Linked DNA regions of Mus musculus: all the other regions are linked to region 2. The links are chromatin contacts, called in public Hi-C, promoter capture Hi-C and targeted proximity ligation maps. All regions are on one chromosome and are shown on one strand. The core of a region is the stretch at or near the end of the contact, and the rest is flanking DNA. Distances in the headings are between cores, read along the strand shown.

Region 1 (3,245 bases), core at 241-2,740, 440 kb before region 2:
CCTGGACTATAACTTGATCATGTACCTTCAAAGCAACAGTGACTGGCTGTGGGTGTAGTGGGATGATTCTCGGGGGTTGGAGATCCCACTTTCCGGAGGCTTCTTCCTCCTGCAGGCTTTTGATCATTTGCTGCAGTTTCTCTAGGTGGTGCTGGGCAGTTAGGCGCCGGGTAAGGACCCCGAGGAGGGGAGGCAGGCCAGAGTCCAGCAGGGAGTATCGACTCCACTCCATTCTCATGATCTTCATTTTCTGCTTCAGATCCTCAGCCACTATGTCCCGGAATGGCAGTGGTTTACTCTCTGAAGCCAAGATCAGCGGGGTGAGGGGATGAGGAGAGGGAGGAAGAAGGCACAACTCATCTGCCAGACTCCACCCCTCATGAAGACAAGGCATGGACTGGCCCCTTTGGAGCCAGGAATGGACTGGTGAGGTGGGGAATTGGTGACTCTCACTGCTGGGAGAATGACTAGGCAGTGGTACCATCGGTGAGGGTCTCGATTCAATTTCTTTATCCTTTATCATGGAGGGCACCCAGAGGAGCTGCTGTCTACTCTTCAGCTGGGGGATGGATTTCAACTCTTCCACTGGATCAGGTTCGGGCTCACTGGGGAAATCATATGGGCGGCTGAGTTGGACAAGGTAGTTCAGGTTGAGGCTAGAGCACGGCATGTGGTCTAAGCCAGTGCTGTGAGGCCAGGGGATTGGACAGAGCTTGAAAGTCCCAGGGGGACAGGGAGGAGGACGCAATTTGACTATGCCTCCCTGGGCGTGCTTTAAATTTAGCAGGGTCTGAAAATCAGCCAGCAGACAGCGATAGACATCAGGACTGGTGAGGAAAACTGTGCAATCCCTGGCAAGGTTTACTGCCAACCGGCTGAGGGTGGCTGATTCAGTGAAGACCCTTCTAGAGGTCGGCAGGGTCACCAGCAGGTGCAGGTAGCGTACGAAGAGCTGCTCACTACTGATCAGCACGTAGGACTCGAGCCGCTGCCGCAGCTTCTGGTTGTTTTCGTAGTCCAGAATGGGTTCTATAGGAGGTTCCCGCCAGTTGCACTTCAGCTCTTCTAGAATAACCTCAGTGAGACGAAGTCGGTCCTTGGCAGTTACTCGTGCCGCCCGCCCGCTGCTTGCTAGCCGCTTGGACACTTGGCGGCACAGCGGCCCAACTTTCAGCTTCGCCAGCGGGATGGATTGCAAGGGCGTGGCATCTTGAGAGGGGCGCTTCGGAGGCTCTGGAGGAGGCTTCGCCTTGCTGGGGAAGAGCGACAGCGGACTCAGCAACCGGTGGTAAATCGGCTTGAGGTCAGGTTCCTGACTGTGTGGTTCCATCTTTACCAGGTGGTTCCGGCTGAGCGGGTAGAGGACGCCAAATGGTTACTAAGGAAACTGCATCAATGCGCCTGCGCAGCCGGTAGCACTACCGGACAGCTCAGAGGCCTCAGCCTAGGGAGCGCACGCGCCAAGGAGGTGGAGCTAAGGGCGGCCTCCGAGACTCCGCCCATCCCACAAAGTAGAGTTGTGTTGGTCTCTGGACCCTACCGGTTCGGTGCGGCCTAGGCAGTGACAACAGCTAGGATGGCTTCGAAGTCGGGGGACGGTGGGACTGTGTGTGCGGTGAGTGAAAGCTTCATGTGGAGCCTCGCATAACTTCAGCCCTTGGGGTGATCAATATCTTGGGAAGCCAGGAAAGAACAGGCTCCTGGGGAGGTGAAATTCCGGGGTTAGGACGGAGATGCCCCTCACGGGAGGGGGGTTGGTGGTAAAGACCGCGATCCTGGAATGTTCATGAGATAATAAAGGAGGAATTTGAAGAGAAGTCAAGTGCAATGTGTGCAAAGAGACATAGGGGATGAGGTGGCGAGTAAGGATCATGTCTGACATGTGCCCTGGCCTTGCTTCCCTTACAGTTGGAGTTTGCAGTGCAGATGAGTTGTCAGAGCTGTGTGGATGCTGTGCACAAGACCCTGAAAGGGGTGGCAGGTAAGAGTAGACAATCTTTCTGGGATCAGCCAGGGGTTTGTGTTTAGCCGTATTCCGGTTGCATAGATGCAGAAAGAATGAAAGGAAGTTTCTCAGAGTCCGGGAGATGCAGAGCCTAGAGTATAGGCCTCAAGCTTTGCCTAGCCAGAGCTTTCTTCTAGTACAAACTGCCTGTCCAGCTGCTGAACAGCATGGAACTAGCCAGAGTATAGAGCACTTCCTACCAAGGGCATTCTAGAGGGGGAGGGGGGCGGGCATTTGAGGTCTGGCTTGGGAAATAGAACAGTTCTGAGAAAGCAGACAACATCCCTGGCCCAATTCAGGGACTTTAAGCCAGGAGGTCTGCAGGTGGGTGACCTGGCAGAAGAGGAAAGATATGAAAGGCAGAGTCATTTTCCTGACGCTAGAAACTGGCTGTTTTGGATTCTGTTAAATGTTCATTCAACCTTTCAGCCAGTATAGATTAGACACTGGGGGTTTCTGAGGGAAAATGTTTACCCCTATGCTTAGGTAAAGATCGTATAAGCTTTGGCAAAGGAGCGCTCCTAGAACACTTCCTTGGGAAGCCATGGTGGCAAAGGGAAAGAAGGAGATGAGAGTCTGAAGCCAGGACACTGGCAGGGGTGGGGTGGGGAACCCCAGTGCGTATAGTTCCACAGATGTACAGCTTCGTGCTTATTTTCTGTGTTTCTGTTTCTTCAGTGTTTGAACAGTGTTCATAGCTCAGTGTTGTCATGAGGAGTGAATTAGTTGATACAAGTCTTGAGCCTGTAGTGAGAGCCCACTCAATTTCAGGGGATTGTAAGAGGAAAGAGGAGAAAAGCTTACAGGCAAAGGTGGGGTTTTAGGAGGACGATTGAGGGGACTGATTGTTTTGTTTTATTTTGAGATAAGGTCTTTCTCCACATAGCCCTGGCTTTCCTGGAACTCACTATGTAGGCCAGGCTGGCCTGCAGTTCACAGAGATCTGCTTACCTTTACCCCCGAGTGCTGAGATGAAAGTTGTGCGTGCGTGCGTGCGCCACCACACCTGACCTGGAACTATTATTTGATTTATTATTAGTGAGTGTGTGCATGATGTGCTTGGAGGAGGGCTTGTGCATGTGGAGGTCAAGAACAACTCCAGAGCTGGTTCTCTGCTTCCAGCTGTCTTGTGTAGCATGAACAGTTCACCCAGGGCTGGAGAGATGACTTAGCAACTAAGAGCACTAACTGCTCTTCCAGAGGTCCTGAGTTCAATTTCCAGCAATCATCTGTAGTGGGA
Region 2 (3,253 bases), core at 366-2,865:
GCACTTGGATGTGTAGCGTCCAGGCCACCGTCCTTTGTGGGATTTACAATTTAAACGGGCCTCAAAGCACGAGATTGGCTGGGGAACTGCCCTGAGCGCAGTTGGGCTGCTCGCATGGCATTGCTGTTACCTCTGGCTGGGCTCCGTCGACGTCCGGAGCCCGCTTGCCCGTCGGGCGGCTGTCGAGCCGCGGGAGCCGGTTCGTCGGCAGGGCCGAGCAGCTTGGGCCGCCGCTGCCCCATCGCTGACCCTCGCGCGAAGCTGCGCACACAAACCGGAGACATTTTCTCGGCTGGGCCTCCCTCGCAAGCCGCGGCCCTGGGGTTAGGGGCGGCCCGCGCCCCTCTCCGTGGGGGGTGCCCCGACTCGCCGGGGGCGGGGTCACGTCCCACCCGGGCCGCCGAGGGCACCGGCGCTACGGAAACCTGAGCGTGGCCAACAGCAGGGGCTCCCTGGGCCACCTCCCTGGGAGCCTGCGGCCCGCAGTGGGGTGTGCTAGCTGCTGCCACCCCTGAGCCGTCGTGGATCCCACTGTCGCGCACAGCACCTGTGGACTCCCTTGTCAAGCGTCTGGAGCTGCCCTGAGGGAACAGAGCTCGGGACAGACATGCTACTGCTACCGGTTCCTGCCCCTTCGGAGCGGCGAGGAGTGGGTGAGGCGAAACCGGTTCGCTGCACGGACAGGAGCTCCCCCCGTGCTAAGGGCGGCCAGGCCCTGCAGCGGGGGGCGCAGGGGCCTACTCCGGGATGGCGAGCAGGTGGGCCTCGGCCGGCCGGCGCGTGAGGGAGGGCGCCCGGCGGGAGGGCGCTTCTTTCCGTGCACTCCCTGGGTCTGACAAGACCCGAGCACAGCACCCGGCTCTGGCCCGCTCCCATGGCATGACCCCGGGGGACCCCGCGTTGAAGCGGCCAACGGCTGCCCTGACCCAGGCCGTCTGGCCCACGTTTGTGTGACCCGTCTGACCACCCAGCAGAGGTGGCTCGAAGGGGAAGGGGAGATGCTTCCTACTGCTTGGGGCGGGGTGCTGTGTTTTGTGGGGGTCGGGGGTCACAACCCTCCCTAGAGTAGTGGGGGAGGGAGGGCGGCTGGCGCAGCTGGCCGGCGGTGGGCGGGGTCACCGGCGAAGTTGCGAGTGTGTGTGTGTGTGTGTGTGTGCGCGCGCGCGCGCGTCTGTGTGTGCGTGTGTGTCTGTGTGCGGGTGTGGGGGAGAGAGAGAGCGCGCGCGGAGGAGGCTCGCGACTGGCGCGCAGGCGCAGGCACCCGGTCGAGCCGGCGACCTGAGAGGAGGCGGGCAGGGAGCGGGGGCGGTAGGCCGGCCAGAGGGCGTGCGGGCTGACGCGAGGGGGGGAGGGCGGGGAACCGCGTCGGCGTCGCGGGGCGCGGGCGATTCGAGGCCGACGCAATCGGCGCGTGCGCGCTCCGGCGGTGTGTCCGTGGTAGAGGGGGCGGGGTGGGGTGGGGGGAGTGACGCGTGCGCGTTCACGTGTGTCCCGGAGAGCGGTAAGACGCGCAGGGAGGCTCGAAAGAGGTGGGGGTGGAGAGGCGACGGGAGGGAGGGGGTGGTGGTGAAGAGAGGGCGCCTGCGCAGTGAGGCCGGAGGAGCTGTGTGTATGTGAGAATCTGACGGGTTCAAAATGGCGGCGGCTGCTTCAGCGGATCCTCCTGTGTGAGGGAAACAACACCCCTCCCCGGCAGCGGCGGCGGCGGCGGCGGCGGGCCGCAGAGCACCTTTCCAGTTCCCGGGCCCGTCGCGGTTGTTTCCCTCCCGGGCAGTGGGCTCTTCGCGTGGAAGGGCAACGTCAGGGGGCCCATCCCCCGGAGTCCCTCCTCTGCTACTGGGGAGTAGCTGGGGGTGTACGGGGGATCGTCCCGCAGCGCGGAGCCCCGGCTCAGGGGACGACGCAAAGGCAGCCGAAGGCCCCCGGTCAGGGCGCTTCGCTGCTCCCGCCCTCTCCGCCCCCCGGGGCCGGGGCCCGCGTTCCGGGGGGCCGGGCGGCGCGGGGAGCGTCGGCCGGGCGGGTCTCAGCTGATCGGCCGCGGTTCCTGGGCTTCGGTAGCGGCTGTGGCCGGCTGAGGGTACCGAGAGGAGGGTGTTTCCCGCGGCCCGGTTGACCCGGGTCTCGGGCTGGGGCTGCTGACCGCCAGCTTGGGGGAGTAGCCGAGTGGTCTTGCTTCCCTGACGCCTCGGACGCGGAGTCTGTAAAAGCCAGAAGAGGAGGTTTGATTCAGTAACTGTTTCCTCTTTTCCGGGTCGCTCTGACCCTTCTCTGGATACTGGGTTAATACACAGAAATACCGAAGACGACGTTTGGGATTTTATTTTGTCTGTGTTTGGAATTTTACTTCTCTCTTGGACAAGAACTCAAGAACAAAATCCTCGGTGAGATTTCCCCTCCCCCCTCCCCCGCCCTGGGAAGTTTGGTTCCCGGTCTTATCTAAAGACTTAATGTAAAGTTTTTATTTCTTTGCAAGGGGTGAGCCACAGAACGCCTTTTCCCTAGGGGAGCAGTCGAGGTTTACCGCTTTGCTGTCCGGCCCTGGGGTGCAGACTGTGTCCCTCGCGACCGAGGCCGAGGAGGGCAGTGCCACGAACTGCTCTCGCAAACTATGTCATCGGGTCCTCTGAAAGGATTTTGTTAACGTGGCCGTATTATATTTACAAGAGAGAAAAAAAACATTTGTATATCCAATTAGAAGCCATTATTCTGGAGAAAGATATTTAGAAAAACGAAAACCCTTGCTTGGTGTTGTGGATTGATTGACGTGCCAACCGGCCTTTATTTAATGGATGTTTCACCCGTATCCATATATCGAGACGTTTCATTTATTATTTACTCATCTAGATTAGATGGTATTTTTGCCTCCGTTTGCAACTCTCAAATTTGTTCTGTAGTTGTCCACCTTGAGGTGGATGGTAGTTTGGGGAAGGCAGTTCCTTACTAGAAGGATATGGGACATTGGTTTGAAGTCTTTCTGTAAAACCAAATTTTTCTTGCCCTCTTTTTTTTTTTTTTTAATGAAAGTAACCTCCCCGTTTTGCTTATAATTTGTTATTACCTGTTTGAGAACTCACTGGTTTAGGGTCTGGCTTAGTTTTGTGTGTACTTCACCTTCACCTGGCCATTCAGCACTTTAGAAATAAAAGTCCTTCCTGGGTTTGGTGCTGCACACCTTTGCCAGCACTGGGCAAGCAGAGGCAGTCGGGTCTCTTGTAAGTTGGAGGCAAGCCTGGTTGGTCTATGTTGTAGTTCC
Region 3 (3,225 bases), core at 177-2,676, 460 kb after region 2:
GGATGGGGGATCTCTTGGTTCCTCCTCTATAGCTGGGATTTCCCCTTTTCCTTCTCACTCTTCCAAACAAGCAAGGCCTCTCTGCAGTTCGCCTCAGTCCAAAATAGGAGGGCAGCAGGTGGCCTTATGATCCAACAGTCTCTGTACCCCACAAAGTCGGGGGGGGGCGCGGAAACAGAAGTTTGGCACCTGATGAGCACAGGTGTGTAGAGCAGGGCAGCGATAGGCGTCACGTTGATACCCATCAGCATCTTGCTATCGATGTCCGGCAGCCCCATGTTGCCATACTTCACCTCTCTGTAGGTCTCATCATAGTGCAGGATCAGTTGCATCTGCAGGAGGCCTGGGGACAGGGAGCATCGTAGAGAGCTCTAATCAGTCTGGCTCAGAACAACTAAACAAGCTCACGGCAAGGCTGGCAGGGCGCCGAGTCACCTAAGCGACCCTTTCCTGTATTCATCAGGACCAGGATAAGAACAAGACTCCCGTTCCCAGCCTCCCGCACCGAGTCTCTGGCTGGGTTGGGGGCACACTGGCTTGTGGCACACCCCGCCTCCCAGTCCCAAGTGCACGCCACAGCAACAGCAGATGTGACCCGGGAAGTGAAAGGGGAAGGAGGCCAGCTAGCCGCAAGGTTTCTCTTTCCAAGCTCGGGAGTGGAGGGGGAGGGGAAGCAGAGGGCTAGCAGGGTTAGTGTGTCCTCCCTACCCAGGTAGACGCCGTAAGTAAGGGTGACACCCGTGCTGGCCGCCAGCACGTTCTTGACCACTCCGAGGCGCTTGCGGCGGTAGTAGCGGCGCTCTTCCTCCTCCTCATTGTAGTTGGGGTACGCACCCACGAGTTCGTCCAACTGCGGGCCAATCACTAATCACATGTTGGCTCCCCGGTCGGACTCCAGACCCTATCCCGGCTTCCAGGAACTCAGGTTTCCCATCCAGGGTCCTAGTCCCCATCCCAGGGCCCCCGCACCCCACTCGGGGTGTCAGTCCACAATTCTGGATCTCTGTCCCCCTGACCCGGAGTCCTGGTCTCTTCTCTAAATCCCTGCTCCCCACTCCGGGTTCCAGCTTTCCACTCAGAGCCCCATCCCCTATTCCAGAGTGTGTTCCTACTCTGAGACCCTGGTCCCCAGTCTGGAGCCCCGCCCCTCATCCTAGGGTACAGGGGGCCTCCCATCCCAGGGACCTTCCCCCCCCCCCCCCGGGTGCCCCGCGGGGCAGTCGGTCCGGTGTCCCATTGTGTTTCCCTGCCCTGCTCACGGGAGCCTCTGGCCCATCAGGAACTCCGTGCCGGTCTTCATCCCCTTGAGGACCCGCGGCCCCGGCCACAGGGTAGAGCGGAGGCTCCACCTCCATGACCAGATCCAGATCAAGGGCTTGCAGTTCTGGGCACCAGCAGCTGGTTGGGACTTCCTTCATCAAAGACCGCCCTGTCTAGTAGGCCCCACCCCGTCTAGTGTGGGCCGCCTCCTCCTAATACTGTCCATGGTGTGTGTGTGTGCGCGCGGTATGTGTGTGTGGTATATATGTGGTGCATGTGTGTGCATGCGTGTGTGATTTTTGTTTATGTGTGTGTGGTGTATGTGTGTGCAGTCTGTAGTGTGGTGTGTGTGTGTGTGTGTGTGTGGTTTTTATGTGCTGTGGTTTATTTGTGTGTGGTGTATATAATTTTTTGTTTGTTTGTTTTTTTGAGACAGGGTTTCTCTGTATAGCCCTGGCTGTCCTGGAGCTCACTTTGTAGACCAGGCTGGCCTCGAACTCAGAAATCCGTCTGCCTCTGCCTCCCGAGTGCTGGGATTAAAGGCGTGCGCCACCACTCCCGGCTGTACGGTGTATATAGTATGTGAATGTGATGTGTGTGGTGTATGTGTATGTGTGTGCAATGTGTGTAGTGTGGTTTGTGTGTGTATGTGTGTTGTGTGCTTGTTTTATGTGTGTGTACAGTGTGTATGTATGGTGTATGTAGTATGTGTGTGGTGTACGTGTATGTATGCAGTCTGTAATGTGTGGTTAGTGTGTGTATGTGGTATGGTTTGTCTGTGTGGCATGTCTGTATATGTTTTTGGTTTGTGTGTGACTTTTGTATGTGTGGTGAAGCAGAAGGTGGGCTTTTGTTGGCTCTATGAAGGGAGCAAAGGCGGAATGTAGTGCAGTTGGTCAGGTGCTTCCTGTCATGAGCAGAGTCCTGGGGTGATCCTGGGGTGGTCATGGCTGTGCACACCTGTAAGTCCAGCATACAAGAAGTGGAGAAAAGAGACCTGGTATTCAAAGAGTCATCTTGCTACATCTCAAGTTTGAAATTTGAAGTGAATACATGAGATACTGTCTCAAAAATAAAAGTGAAAGAACAGAGAGAGGGTGGTGCCATCATCTGGGGCATGGAAGACACAGGACAGGAGGGACACAGTGGACACTAGGAAGCTCTGAAGCTGTGTGGCTGCAGAGTGGACACCAGTGTTTACAGTCTCATGTGGTAGCCGTGGTGAGCCTGTGGCTGAGTGATCATATTGTTGGGAATGGCAGTAGACTTTGAGACCCCGAGAGGATGCAATCCTATAGGATAGAGGGGTCAGGTGAGGCGTAATGAGAAGAGAGCAGCTGGAATAGGGAGGGGTGTACCACAGGGAGTGGGCTCAGTGGGCACTGAGTGGAAAGGGCAAGGTGGTATGTGTGTGTGGGTATGTGTGGGTATGTGTGGGTGTGTGTGAGTGTGTGTGAGATGTGTCTGTGTGTGTGTGATGTACCTATGTGTGTGTGTGATGTACCTATGTGTGTGGTGTGCCTGTGTGTGTGTGTGTGTGTGTGATGTGACTGTGTGTGTGGTGTGTGTCTGATGTGTCTATGAGTGTGTATATGTCTCTGTGTGTGATGTGTCTATGTGTGTGTGTGCGCGCTTGATATGTAGTGTATGTGGTATGTATTTGTGTGTAATGTATGTGTGTGTGATGTGTGTATGTATGTGTGATATGTGTATTGTGTATATGTATGTATATGTATGTTTATTTTACATGTAACATTTGTGGTATGTATGGTATATGTGTATAGTGTATTGTGTGCATGGTGTGTAGTGTGTTTGTGTGTGTGATATGTGAGGTTTGCGATATGTGAATGCTCTGACAGAGGCTGAGAGGAAGCACCCAAAAGAAGCCCCACCCCTCTCAGGAATGCACCCTTCAATCACATTGGCTGAGGTCTCTGTGTACCAGAGCAGAGGCCAGTATCATGT
Region 4 (3,001 bases), core at 481-2,980, 510 kb before region 2:
GCATGTATGTATGTACCATGTGCATGCAGTGCCCTTGGAAGCCACAAGAGGGCATTGGATCCCCTGGGGCTGGAATTACAGATGATTGTGAGCCACAGTGTGGGTGCGGGAGGCCAGGCTAAGAGCAGCCAGAGTCCTCAACAAGAGCCACTCGTACTCTAACCCCCTGAGCTATCACTCCAGCCCTGACAGAGTGCTTTTATCAGTCATTTTTATTAGTGATTGTTGGGGTTATGTTGGCTTTGTTGAGACCAGGATTTCCTAGGCTAGCCTTAAAATTAATAATCCTTTTCCCCCAGTTCCTTGAGTGCTGGGATTATGGTGTGTGCTACCATGCCAGACATGATTTAAATCTTGACTTGAGGGAAGGATGAGGTCAAGTGGCAATTCATTTAAGTCTAAGTCTCCCCCCATGTAATTCTGCCTTCCTGGCAGGGTTATTCTGATGTAGGTAATTAGATAACTATCCTGAACATTGACAGTTTGTGCCGGAGCTCGCTCAGAACTCGCCGCCCCTAACTACATCTTTCTGTGCTGCTGTTTTCTCTCCATCCCCCAGGCTCAGAAGTACAACTTGTGGAGTATGAGGCCTCAGCCGCTGGTCTCATCCGCTCCTTCTGTGAGCGGTTTCCCGAGGATGGGCCCGAGTTGGAGGAGGTTCTTATCCAGCTGGCTGCAGCAGATGCCCGATTCTGGAGGAACCAGGCCCAGGAGGCCCCACCTGGCCAGGCTTGAGAAGATCTGTGTGGTCTCTCCCCTCTTTGTCAAACCAGGGCTGTCAGTAGCTCTGAGTTGTGTGTGATTAGGAGTCAGGGGAGGGAGGGGCAGGAGCTTGGACTTTGGTGCTACCTCAGCTGAGGGTGGTGATGCGAACCCCTTCCATTTGTCAGCACTTTGCAGTTTACCGTATGTCCTCAGTTTCTGGATCTGCACTGCCATCTATGGCCGGAGCTCAACAGGGTGCCTAGTCCGGTTTTCCACATGGGAAGGTGGCAATTCTGAGAAGTGACTGTTCTAGACCCGGCAGGTGGCATGTGACAGAGCCAGGGCTCAAAGCATTCTCACCAAATCCAGCGCTCTTCGTGTATTACTTTTATAGCCAGAAAAATAAATATGACGACCACCATCTCTGCAGTGTATGTTTCTTTCTCTTCCAGTTCAAAGCCAGGGGAGGGCACACTACATCACTTTAGGCTTCCAATCCACAATAAGATTTTGAATATCATTTCCAAAGGAATGCACAAACTCACAACGTGTTCCGGAGCTCTTCTTTGTGACATATTTCTTAAGATTTGTGTGTTCGTGTGCATTTTCTTCATGGGTGTGGTGGTGGTAGCAGAGACCAGAAGACCCCATCAGATGCCCTGGAACTACGGTTACAGAATTGTGAGCTGCCATGTGGGTGCTGAGCAGTCCAGGGTCCTCTGCAAGAGCAGCAAGCACTCTTGTACTTTCAAATGTTTCCGGAGCCAAAGAACCGTAACACACTAACATGAGATCCTCACCCATTAATTTGTTTCTCAGTCTAGTCTTAATCCCTAAAAAGCGCTCCTCCCCAGGCCTCAAAGCCCAGGCCCCTGTCTTTAATGCAGAAACCATAAGTCAACATTGCATAGGACAAGGAAACCAGTGCTTATTTGGTCCCAGCCGGGACAATTTTACCCCGGAACCTTTGTTCCTGTGCTTTCGGATGCCCGGATTCTATTGGGTGTTGCGCGATGGCTGAGCTGGTTGCCAAGGCGACGCCTGGGAAAATGGCTGCGGCGTCTTCATCGGATTCTGACAGCGGGCGAGCTGAGAGGTTAAGTCCCGGATCCTCACCGCTTCCTTTCCCTCAGATGAATAGATGGTGCTTGGTAGCGGGTTCTGGGCTCTTGCTTTCGAGCAGCGGTGGAAGTTCTGGGAGGGCCCTTTAGAAATCAGAAGAAAGCTGATGGCCAAGAAGTATCTGTATGTGATTGGCTGGTCACTCCGGGCGCCAATTGAGCTCAGATCTAGACTTGGTATTATCCTTTCGATGTTCGTGCTCTGTTTCAGGCGTCATCTCGCTTAGAGATTTTATTTATTTATTTATTTATTTATTTATTTATTTATTTCGTCATGGGGCTCACTTTCCAACTATCTTTTTTCCCTCTCAGCAACGAAGCCAATTCTAAATGGCTGGACGCACACTACGACCCCATGGCCAACATCCACACCTTCTCCTCCTGCCTGTGTGAGTCTCTAGACATATCTAGGGACACCCAGATTCTAGGAGGATGGGAGGAACAGGGAACGGTTTCATGGAGAAATCTTTGAGATTCTGAGACTCCTTTTCGACCCTTTTGTGTTTTCTAGCACTGGCAGATTTGCATGGCGATGGGGAGTACAAGGTAGGCAATCAGAAAGTTGAGTGGTGTGTGTGTGTGTGTGTGTGTGTGACACTCAGAAGTGAGATTTGCAAAGAGGCTCAACATACTCTGGAACTCATCAGTACTAAAAAGGCACACTTCGTTGCAACTTCTTTCTTTTAACGATGTATTTTTATTTTGTGTGCGTTGGTGCTTTGCTTGTGTGTGTGCTTGTGTAAGGTTTCAGATCCCTTGCAACAGGATTTACAGACAGTTGAGAGCTGCCGTGTAGGTGCTGGAGTTTGAACCAGGATCCTCTGGAAGGACAGCCAGTGATCTTCACTGCTGAGCCATCTCTCTAACCCCAGAATTTCTTAGTAATTTGGAAAGTGAACATTAATTTTATAACATGATCTGCAGAGGTTAAACAGCAAGATGTTGTGGATTTATAGTACCAAGACATACGATTTTCTCTCTCTCTCTCTCTTTTTTTTGTCTTTGTTTGTTTGTTTTTCAAGACAGGGTTTCTCTGTGTAGCCCTGGCTATCCTGGAACTCACTCTGTAGACCAGGCTGGCCTCAAACTCAGAAATCTGCCTACCTCTGCTTCCCAAGTGCTGGGATTAAAGGCATGCCTCACCACTGCCCTGCTGACATATGATTTTCTAAAAA
Region 5 (2,975 bases), core at 420-2,919, 480 kb before region 2:
GGAGAGATGGCTCAGTGGTTAAAGGCATTTGCTTCGCAGACTTGATGGCCTGTTCACTCTTCTGAACCCACGTGGTAGGAGAGAACAAACTCCCGAAAATTGTCCTCCGACCTCCACCTGTGTACCCCGGCATGCGCGCCTGGGACCGGACACACATCACACATACAGACACAAATAATAAAGATAACTTCTCGCCTCTTTTACCCTGCTCTGTTTTTTGTTTCTGTATCATTCTTGAGCATCTAGTTTACGCAATTTGCTTTTTTTTTATTGGCTTATTATTATCTTTATTATCTGCACCTTCCGCCACTGAAATCAACTCCAGGAGGTCGGGCATCTGTTTTCACTTGAGTCCTAGGAACAGTGGCTGCTCAATATCTGAATGAATAAGTAGCGGGTGCCAGGCTCTAAAGGAGTTCTATGGCTCTAACAACCCGGATGCTAACGTCATCTGGTTACTGACACCTCAAGTTCTGGGTCCTTTCTTGGTACCAGCGACCACCAGACCCCCTGCTTCTGCCCGCCGACTCCCGGAGCCCAACACTCACGCCCAGCCCTGTCCCAGGCCGCGGCCAGCCAGCATCACCCCCCGAATGCTGGGATCCGAGCGGAGGAAGAGCACCACGTTGCCCAGCAGATTGAGCAGCTGATAAGCAGCTAGCGCCAGTTGCAAGGCCCGGGCCAGTGGTCCCAGCGGGGGTGGCCCAGGCCCCAGCACCATCACGTAGGCCAGCTCCAGGACCACGACGGCGGCCCACAGCGCGGTGAGTACCAGTGGCATCCGCGCGGGCGCTCCTTCTGCGCCCCGAGCTGCCCAGGACTCCCCCATGGTCGGACCCACCGGCTTTCCGATCGCTGGGATCCCACTGCTTCCGCATTGGGGAGGGCCTAGCAGCGAACTGACGTCTCCTGCAACCAATAGGAGCTCCGCAGGGGGTGCGTTGCGCGCGCCAGACTTATAGGGAGGGGCCACAGATACGGAGAAGTGATTGGCTAACTGACCAGATGTTCGAAAATCTGATTGGTGATGCTGCCCAGGTGTCAAAAAGAAGCAGTCCGCCCAGCGTACTGCAGTAGCCGCCCCTGGTGTGGCTTGCTGCCACTCCATGAGGATTGAGTTGCAGCCCCCGGGGCGTCGGGGTTTCCCGGCTCAGCACATTCTCCCTACACTCCTCTACAGCCGCCCCGGTATTAATAGACCTGGCTGGCCCTATCATCTGGCCCTGAGCCTTTCCCCATGCTCGGGTGTCTCCATCACCCTAGAAAACTCCCCAAACAACTTGTTGACTTGCTGTTACAGACTGTGAAATAGAAATAGGGGTCTGTTTCTCGAGCGCAATGCTTAGGAGGGACAGACTCAGGTCCAAGGGGCAGCCTTTAGGATGCCTACAGCCACCACTTGGAATCCACTTAATAGATGAGGAAACAAAGTCCATGGCTGTCCCAAGATCACACAGCAAGTTAACCACAGAGCTAAAATGCGAACCCACTATCTAGGCCAGTAGTCATCCCAGCATCCCCCGCGATTCCGCAATCTTTGACTCCAGCACAATCTCTTCTCTGGTCCAGTTCCCAACCTCCCTCGCCCCCTATCTGGCCCCACCCACGTACCCCATATTTAGTACGAACCCGATCTGGGGGCTGGACCGGGCCCTACTTAACCCGGCCTGAGTGTGCAGGAGCTCGCCCAGTGAAGCAGAGCGGAGCCAAGAGCCTGAGCAAGATGATGATGGTTATGCAGCCCGAGGGTCTGGGGGCCGGGGAGGGGCCCTTCTCTGGCGGTGGGGGCGGCGAGTACATGGAACAGGAGGAGGACTGGGACCGCGACTTGCTGTTGGACCCGGCCTGGGAGAAACAGCAGCGGAAAGTGAGTGCTCACCCATTTCCCAAAGGCAAAAACTGAGGCTGGGAGGCCAGGCAGTTCTTCTCGGGCATCTGGGCAGTTCAAGGTCAGAGCCTGGCTGTAATCTAGAGTGCAGCTCCCCAAACCAGGCTCTGCCCACCAGCTATATGCTGTCCTCAAAGATCAGAAGAGTTCTCATAGGGATTTAGGATATCAAGGACACCGTGGAGTCCCTCAGTGACTCCCCAATAACTTTAAGCCCACTGCCCCTCTTGTGTTGGTGAAAGTGGATTTTGGACAAGGTCCAAGAGACCCAACTCATTCTTGGATGGGAGGTGAGGGGTTCTCAGAAAGTTATGTTCCTTTAGTCTCCAGTTAAGTATCCCTAGACCCCATCCTGAGGAGAACATGCCAGACACACAACCAGTGGATTTGGGGTGTAGGAGAGAACAGCTGTCTCATATTCTTTCCCATCCTCTACTCTGTCTTCTGCTATGGGTGGATCCCTCTACTGGCTTGACAATGGAGGAAATTGAGGCCCAGAAAAGGGCACAGATAGGCAGGCAGCCTGTTGTGTACTGAGGAAGAAAAGAATGCCCCCATCTGAGGGTCTTTGTTCCTTGCCTCACCCCACTCTTTCCCAAGATTCCCCTCCCTGTCTAGAAGCCCTGAGTCTGCTGAAAAGGCCAGAAGGTCAGGAGGAGGGGAGCCCCGGCTCCCCTTACCAGTAACCTAACCCAGGCTCCCACATGGACACTTGTGCTGAGGCAGCGCCTTTGTGGGAGCTCAAGAGGGCCATGAGGGCAGCCATTGCCCAGGCTCAGCCTTGCAGGGCACTGCCCCCTCCTTCCCTGGATCATTTCACCCCTGGCTACCAAGAGGAGGGAGCAGGACACCTGGGTTCCCTGAAGAGAAAATGATTCCATCCGAACTGAGGAATTTTTGGGGTTCTGAAGGCCAGGCTTAGGGTGAGCACCATGAAGCCATGGAACCTGCCTTTTGCCAATTGTGCGTGCTTTTAGGAAAGTAGAGGGCATTGCAGACCTGAGAACCCCAGAATTTACAAGCAGATCGTTTCCGCTGTGTTAGATGACAGGAGCTGACTGCGGGGGGGGGGGGGGGGGGTGAGAAG
Region 6 (2,985 bases), core at 74-2,573, 480 kb after region 2:
TGCTGCCCACAGGAACCAGCGGGATGGGCAGGTACCACGGCAAGTTCTCCTTTGACACCTTCTCCAACCAGCGTGCCTGTCTGCTGCGCAGCCCGGGAATGGAGAAAATCAATGACTTGCGCTACCCACCCTACTCCAGTCGCAACCTCAGGGTGTTGTTGGTGGCCATGGAGGAGAGGTGCTGCAGCTGCACCCTGCTGTAAGCAGGGGTTTTGGGGTACAGGAGCCTGCCTGGGGCACAGCTTCAGAGAAGTGGCCTGCCAGGGCCAAGGCCACAGAGCAGTCTGCTCAGCCCTTCTTGGTGGAGCCCTCTGCCTCCTGGGGCTCCCCTTTTTGGACCTTTGAATAAGATAGGCTGAGGGTAGGAAGGCAGGAAGGGATGCAGTGACCATAGAATCTTCGAGAAAACAGAGCACTTCTGAACTACCCACCCTCTCGTGGATAGTGTTGCAAGGGAGCAGTGATAATCGGCACAGGTCATACTCTGTGACCAGGCCTGTCTGGGTCTTCTCACTCTCAGTTTTCTATCTGCACAATGGAAATAAAACAGCCTTAACAAAACAGCCTATCGTCGTGGAAGTATTAAACTAGGAGGGCTGACTCCAAGCTACAGGTGTCTTGTCTTTTTTGGAGTGGAGGTGCTGCCTCCGTGATAAGTCCAAGACCTTTCCCCAGCTACAACTCACCCCTCACCTCACAAGTTTACTCAGCCGTAAAACATTCCACCAGTCTGAGCTCCATGCTCCAAGGGATGGCGCTTCCAGCCACTCACCTGCTAAAACTCAAAATTTTTGACATCCTGTCTCTACACATGGCCTGGTTTTTGACTAAGTCAACATGTCCTTCCTGGCCTTCCAGATTCTACACCGCCAGCTTAGACACTACTTCCTGAAGGAAGCATTTCTGATCACTCCATACAAGGCATGCAGATTGCCTCATGGTTCTCTAGTCCTAGGGGCAGACTTGACAAAAGTCCTGCTACCCGCGGCCGTTACAAGGACCAGTGGTTAAAGCGCTTGTACGCTGTCGCCATCTTTGCAGTATTCAAATGAGCCCTACCCCTCCCGCCTCCCCGGACTGTAGCAGCGTCCCAAACCGAGGTCAGGAAGTCCCGCCTTCAGGATCTCGGAAGTCAGGCGCATTAACCTCTCTGATACAACATGGCAGCTCCCTACAAAACTTCAAGCATCTGCTCCCATCAGCCAATTAGAGAAAAATATAGTCCTGGGCCCGCCTCCTACAGGACCCTAGGCCAATCAGACCAAAGAAGGAAAGGGCACTATGGAAAAAGGCGTGAGAAGCTCGCCCAATGGCAGCATCCTGAGCTTAGGCTCCGCCTTCCGGTTGAACCGCATCTGGGCCAGGGAAGGAGCCGCAGCACTTCAAGGTGGGTGGCCAGGGCAAGGCGGCGAAGACAGGGTCTGGGTGACGCAACGACAGGGTTGAACGGGGTGTCACCGCTGACCTTATGAAGTCTGGGATCTAGCGCTTCGGCTCGGGACCCGCGGCTTGTGCGTCCTTCCCGAGCTGCGGACCGGAAAGCCTGCACCCTCAGGCGCATGCGCTGCCTCGCCGGCTGCCTTCTGCGTTCATAGGGTCAGAGGTCAAGGGGAAGGTCTGAGAGAAAGTGGTAGGTTGGATCCAGGATTGCTTGGGGTCAAGAATTGGCCGACCCCTACAGGTCAAAGGTCACAAGAGGGCGCTAGAGCGTTGGTGATCTGCCAGACTCTTGGTCAAAATCCCCTTGTTTGCATACATCCCTAATTTTCGGGACCCCTCTTCCTACATTGTAATCCAGAAACTGAGGCCAGGGGACATCATTTGCCCAAGGTCACTCTGCAGGTTGGGGAGAGTTCCAGGAGCCCCTTGGGTTGAGGAGAGGAACTTGACCCTGGTAATTATTTAAATCTTTAAGGGTTTTCTGCAGGTATCTCCTGGATTCCTGTCCTGGTTCCAATGACATTGGGTAATTTGGGAGCAATCACTTAACATGACAGGATGACAGGGTCTATGACATTTGACATGAAGCCTGGCTCAGAGTTATCAGGACCCACTAGGAGGACCCACCAGAAGAACCATCCAGGCTCCTGAATACACTGGTGGTGGTCAGGGAGCCTTGGTGTGAGCGGAGGATGAGGAGTGGACATGGGGAAATGGATTAAATAGGTTGCTTAGGAACTGCAGAAATAGAAGGAACTTGGGGTGCCCAGGAACTGTGAGTCAGCAGAGTGAGGTCAGATTGAGGGTTAGGGGTGCTGGTCTTGAGTGGGATTGTGAGTGAATGGGGCGTAAGGTAGAGGTTCAGAGGAGGGCAGTTTTAGACCCTTCTCTTCCCTTCTCCATGTTCCAGATGTATCGCCTGAGCTCATCAATGCTGCCACGGGCCTTGGCCCAGGCCATGCGCACAGGTAGGGCTAGAGGCCTTTCCTGGGGGTGGGGGAGCAGAGCTTCCTGGTGTGAAATCACCTCTCTCCTTGCAGGACATCTTAATGGACAAAGCCTTCATAGCAGCGCAGTGGCGGCAACGTACAGTGAGTAGCCAATATTCTGACTTGAGCTTTTCTGACCGTCGTCACACCCAAGGCCCGGGAAATTGCTTTGCTAGGGACCCTCTGTGAGCTCTAGTTTCCACTCTGAAAATGAAGGTAGCGATCAAGAGAGACTGTGACTCAGTCACTGTAGTACCATCAAAGGCGGGAGGCATGTGACAGGAAAGAGCTGCTAGGTTATCAGGACCCACTAGGAGGACCTAGGTCCCTCACTCCCTGAACTTGAAAAGCTTTGCCTGGGTGCGCTTCCAAAGCCAGCTTCCATTAACCTCCCTCCCTGACCTCCTGCAGAGTATGTGAATAAGAAGGAACAGGAGTCTGAGGTGGACATGAAGTCCGCAACTGACAATGCAGCTCGGATTCTGATGTGGACAGAACTCATCCGAGGTGGGTACCAGTGAAGAGGGGAGAGGGGAGAGTCAGGCGTGGACGGCCG
Region 7 (2,911 bases), core at 369-2,868, 440 kb after region 2:
CTGCTACACACACACACACACACACACACACACACACACACACTAAATAAATGTTTAAAAAAAAAAAGAAAAGAATGTCACAGTTCTGGAAACACAGGAACATGCCCCAACCCCAGCGCGCTCTCTCTCTCTCTCTCTCCCTCTCTCTTTCCTCTCTCTCTCCCCTTGACATATAATCTTATATGAATAGCTTGGGCTGGCCTCCAACTTGATATGCATCCAGGGATAACCTTGAACCCAATCTTCCTGCCTCCATTTCCTCCCAAGTTCTGGAATGGCTAACTTGTGTCAGCATGATCCATTTATGCAGTGCTAGGTGCTACGGTAATTTTTTACCCCAATAAGCCCATATAAGAAACCACAGAACCCAGTTATTATATTTATAAGCTATATGCCTAGATTGGGCTGATCTATCACTATACTCATCTATTCCCCAGCTATTTGCAGCTTTGCCAGGCCCGGTGGATCTGCTCCATCTTCCTTTCACCTCCTCTCTCTCCCTCTCTCTCTCCCTCTCCCTCCCTCCTGCTTTCTCCTCTCCCTCTGAGACCTCCAGACCCACCTTTCCCTTCCACTGCCCAGTCATTGGCTGTAGCCTTTTTTTGACCAGTCAGCACGGGGAAAAGGCCCTGTGACATCACCTGAGTGATCTACTGCAACCCCTCTTGAGGAAGCAGAGCTAACACCACATACTAACAGCACCAGGGCAACCCACAGCAGCTGCTTCTTGCACACTAGGCTAGCAGTCTGTGCTAAGATGCACCCCCAGCCTCATTTTTGTTTGTTTGGTTGTTTGTTTGTTTGGTTGGTTGGTTTTTCGAGACAGGGTTTCTCTGTATAGCCCTGGCTGTCCTGGAACTCACTTTGTAGACCAGGCTGGCCTCGAACTCAGAAATCTGCCTGCCTCTGCCTCCCGAGTGCTGGGATTAAAGTCGTGCGCCACCACGCCTGTCTTTGTTTGCTTTTTTGATACAGAATTTAATACATAACTGAATTCTTGAGTCCAGGATCCTCCTGCCTCAGTTTCTACAATGCTAGGATTACAGGTTTGTGCTACTCTGCCCTACTCTGGACTGTGGCTTTTTAAACTTGAAACCAGAAACTCAGCTCTGGGCTGGTCTCCAAAGAAGTCCCTTTCTTTTTAACAACCTGGTCACAGTTCAACCAGGTCCCCATAGACCCACAAAGCTGCCTCATGTCATCTGGAACTCCACCAGGACAGACAGGGCTTGCCCCACCCCCAGCAAGCTGGGTGCTTCCAGGAACCTATCTTCTCACAGGGTTGTGAAGCTCAGAAGAACAAGGAAGATCAAGACCACCACCCACTCCCCCTGGCCCCACCTCTGCCATGAGCCTCCTGGTCCACCTATCACTCTGAAGTTCTAGGCTCCTTAGTGGTCTCAACCCCTGGGCTCTTGGCCCTTCCCCTGACCTATGACCTCCCCATCCGATTTCTGTCAGCCATTGGCCCTGCTCTCTGGTTCTAAGGCTCCTCTCAGCAGGTGTACCTACCCCTGATCTGCTCGTGGGTGTTTGCCTTTGGTGGACATTCTGGCTCCAGATGTACAGCTCCTCTCCTATCCCGCTGGCTCCTGCTCTGCCTCTGCCTCTGCCTCTGCCAATCACTCTAAGTGTCCTTGGACCACACTCCTACACCCACACCTAATGGCATGGTGATTCTGTCCTCGCAGGGCAGCTGCTTTGAAACCTCACGCCCTTCCTCTGCCAACTCTTCCCTGACTCCACTGAAGGGAACTGGATTGACAGGATGGGCAGGCTTCCAAGGCATGGAGGGCAGCTGGGAAGCAAGCTGGAAGGAAAAATGTCTTGGTGCAAATCTCACCAGAGCTCCACCAGCAATCCTATCTCCTCCAGAAAGCCCCCACGGGCTAAGTCACCATCTGCCCTCACACACATGCACAACCAGGCTGGCCCTGTCTGGCTAACCAAGAAAACTACATTTCCAACTTCCTATGATCAAATGGCACACACAGGGCAGAAGAAGGGGCCCTGACAGTTTTAGAGGAGACCTGGTAGGCATACAGTTGGGGGAGAGGGGCCGGTGGGGGGCACTTACGAAGGTGGATGTCACTTATATCTTTTTTTTTTAAAGATTTGTTTATTTATTATATGTAAGTACACTGTAGCTGTCTTCAGACACACCAGAAGAGGGAGTCAGATCTCATTACAGATGGTTGTGAGCCACCATGTGGTTGCTGGGATTTGAACTCTGGACCTTCGGAAGAGCAGTCGGGTGCTCTTACCCACTGAGCCATCTCACCAGCCCGTCACTTATATCTTTATTTCCTATTTCTATGTGGAGCCACGTTGAGTTATTTAACCTCCCTGAGTGTAACCATGATTGTCTCTGACTCTCCTGGGAGTGAGAAGACAGCTCACAGCTTCCGGCACAAGCCAGTGTGTCTGGGGCCGCAGCACTGGAGGCTCCTAGTGTTTCTGTACTTCACCAAGTACCTCCTAGGGTCTGTGAAGCAGGAGACTGAGATCAGCCCTGCCACTGTCTCTCACTGGTGACCAGACCCTATGCCCCACCCCTCCCTGACCCAGACATCAAACACACACCCAGTTCAGGGTTGAAGAGAGGGTGTCTTTGCCAGTGGGTGTCTGGCATAACCTCTCCTTGTGGTTGGAGCTCAGCCATTAGGAGCCACAGCACAGTACAAAGCTCTGGCCCACGAATCTTTGCTAGTGTCAGAGCTCAGTGTCCATGGGCCCAGGAAGGGAGCACAGTAGGAACGGGGACAGGGACACAGGATGGCTTATACAGGGTGGCCTTGCCTGAGAGCATCAGGTGGGTCCCAAAGATGACTTCCCACCCTCAGTTGCAAAGCTACACTGTGTGTGGGCTACAGGCTGTGTGAAACCTAACTCACTAGTTACATTTTAAAGA

What was found. Hi-C and Micro-C count contacts between places; a contact is called where the count stands out from the background. Capture Hi-C pulls out chosen DNA fragments and counts their contacts.
Region 1: a targeted proximity ligation map of pancreatic cancer cells shows a contact between it and region 2. A contact is called at or near these places in 4 of 39 promoter capture datasets (the 3T3-L1 cell line, 3T3-L1-derived adipocytes, cranial neural crest and 1 more) and 3 of 130 datasets of targeted methods (bone marrow-derived macrophages, microglia and pancreatic cancer cells).
Region 3: a targeted proximity ligation map of pancreatic cancer cells shows a contact between it and region 2. A contact is called at or near these places in 1 of 39 promoter capture datasets (pre-B cells) and 1 of 130 datasets of targeted methods (pancreatic cancer cells).
Region 4: a contact with region 2 is called in a Hi-C map of forebrain, with 5 times the contacts expected there. A contact is called at or near these places in 3 of 39 promoter capture datasets (the C10 cell line, embryonic stem cells and hippocampal neurons), 2 of 484 Hi-C or Micro-C datasets (embryonic stem cells and forebrain) and 2 of 130 datasets of targeted methods (bone marrow-derived macrophages and embryonic limb bud).
Region 5: a targeted proximity ligation map of cardiomyocytes shows a contact between it and region 2, with 4 times the contacts expected there. A contact is called at or near these places in 1 of 484 Hi-C or Micro-C datasets (embryonic stem cells) and 9 of 130 datasets of targeted methods (astrocytes, bone marrow-derived macrophages, cardiomyocytes and 6 more).
Region 6: a targeted proximity ligation map of pancreatic cancer cells shows a contact between it and region 2. A contact is called at or near these places in 1 of 39 promoter capture datasets (pre-B cells), 2 of 130 datasets of targeted methods (memory CD8 T cells and pancreatic cancer cells) and 3 of 9 other capture datasets (adipose tissue, liver and pancreatic islet).
Region 7: a promoter capture Hi-C map of liver shows a contact between it and region 2. A contact is called at or near these places in 1 of 39 promoter capture datasets (pre-B cells) and 1 of 9 other capture datasets (liver).

The regions. Positions count from the first base shown.
Region 1 is chr19:4,837,567-4,840,811 of GRCm38.p6, reverse strand. It overlaps Ccs (copper chaperone for superoxide dismutase), which reads left to right and starts at 1,490. Exons shown (of 8, transcript NM_016892.3): 1 at 1,490-1,615; 2 at 1,909-1,981. The coding sequence starts at 1,577. Ccdc87 (coiled-coil domain containing 87) reads right to left here and starts at 1,446. Exons shown (of 1, transcript NM_207268.3): 1 at 1-1,446. The coding sequence starts at 1,330.
Region 2 is chr19:4,395,439-4,398,691 of GRCm38.p6, reverse strand. Kdm2a (lysine (K)-specific demethylase 2A) reads left to right here and starts at 1,615. Exons shown (of 21, transcript NM_001001984.2): 1 at 1,615-2,381. It overlaps 9430078G10Rik (transcription initiation factor TFIID subunit 4), which reads right to left and starts at 2,808. Exons shown (of 3, transcript XM_030251152.1): 1 at 2,799-2,808; 2 at 1,242-2,362; 3 at 51-581. The coding sequence starts at 2,808. The coding sequence ends at 51.
Region 3 is chr19:3,933,387-3,936,611 of GRCm38.p6, reverse strand. Unc93b1 (unc-93 homolog B1, TLR signaling regulator) reads right to left here and starts at 1,426. Exons shown (of 11, transcript NM_019449.2): 1 at 1,260-1,426; 2 at 709-850; 3 at 190-343. The coding sequence starts at 1,418.
Region 4 is chr19:4,905,356-4,908,356 of GRCm38.p6, reverse strand. It overlaps Bbs1 (Bardet-Biedl syndrome 1 (human)), which reads left to right and starts at 1,730. Exons shown (of 17, transcript NM_001033128.3): 1 at 1,730-1,801; 2 at 2,139-2,215; 3 at 2,338-2,372. The coding sequence starts at 1,755. Dpp3 (dipeptidylpeptidase 3) reads left to right here. Exons shown (of 18, transcript NM_133803.2): 18 at 560-1,128. The coding sequence ends at 735.
Region 5 is chr19:4,876,603-4,879,577 of GRCm38.p6, reverse strand. It overlaps Actn3 (actinin alpha 3), which reads left to right and starts at 1,669. Exons shown (of 21, transcript NM_013456.2): 1 at 1,669-1,867. The coding sequence starts at 1,724. Zdhhc24 (zinc finger, DHHC domain containing 24) reads right to left here and starts at 910. Exons shown (of 3, transcript NM_027476.3): 1 at 549-910. The coding sequence starts at 829.
Region 6 is chr19:3,911,112-3,914,096 of GRCm38.p6, reverse strand. Ndufs8 (NADH:ubiquinone oxidoreductase core subunit S8) reads left to right here and starts at 1,323. Exons shown (of 7, transcript NM_001271443.1): 1 at 1,323-1,387; 2 at 2,351-2,408; 3 at 2,481-2,531; 4 at 2,841-2,936. The coding sequence starts at 2,351. Aldh3b1 (aldehyde dehydrogenase 3 family, member B1) reads left to right here. Exons shown (of 10, transcript NM_026316.3): 10 at 13-606. The coding sequence ends at 203.
Region 7 is chr19:3,957,515-3,960,425 of GRCm38.p6, reverse strand. Aldh3b3 (aldehyde dehydrogenase 3 family, member B3) reads right to left here and starts at 1,618. Exons shown (of 10, transcript NM_028545.2): 1 at 1,513-1,618. The coding sequence starts at 1,550.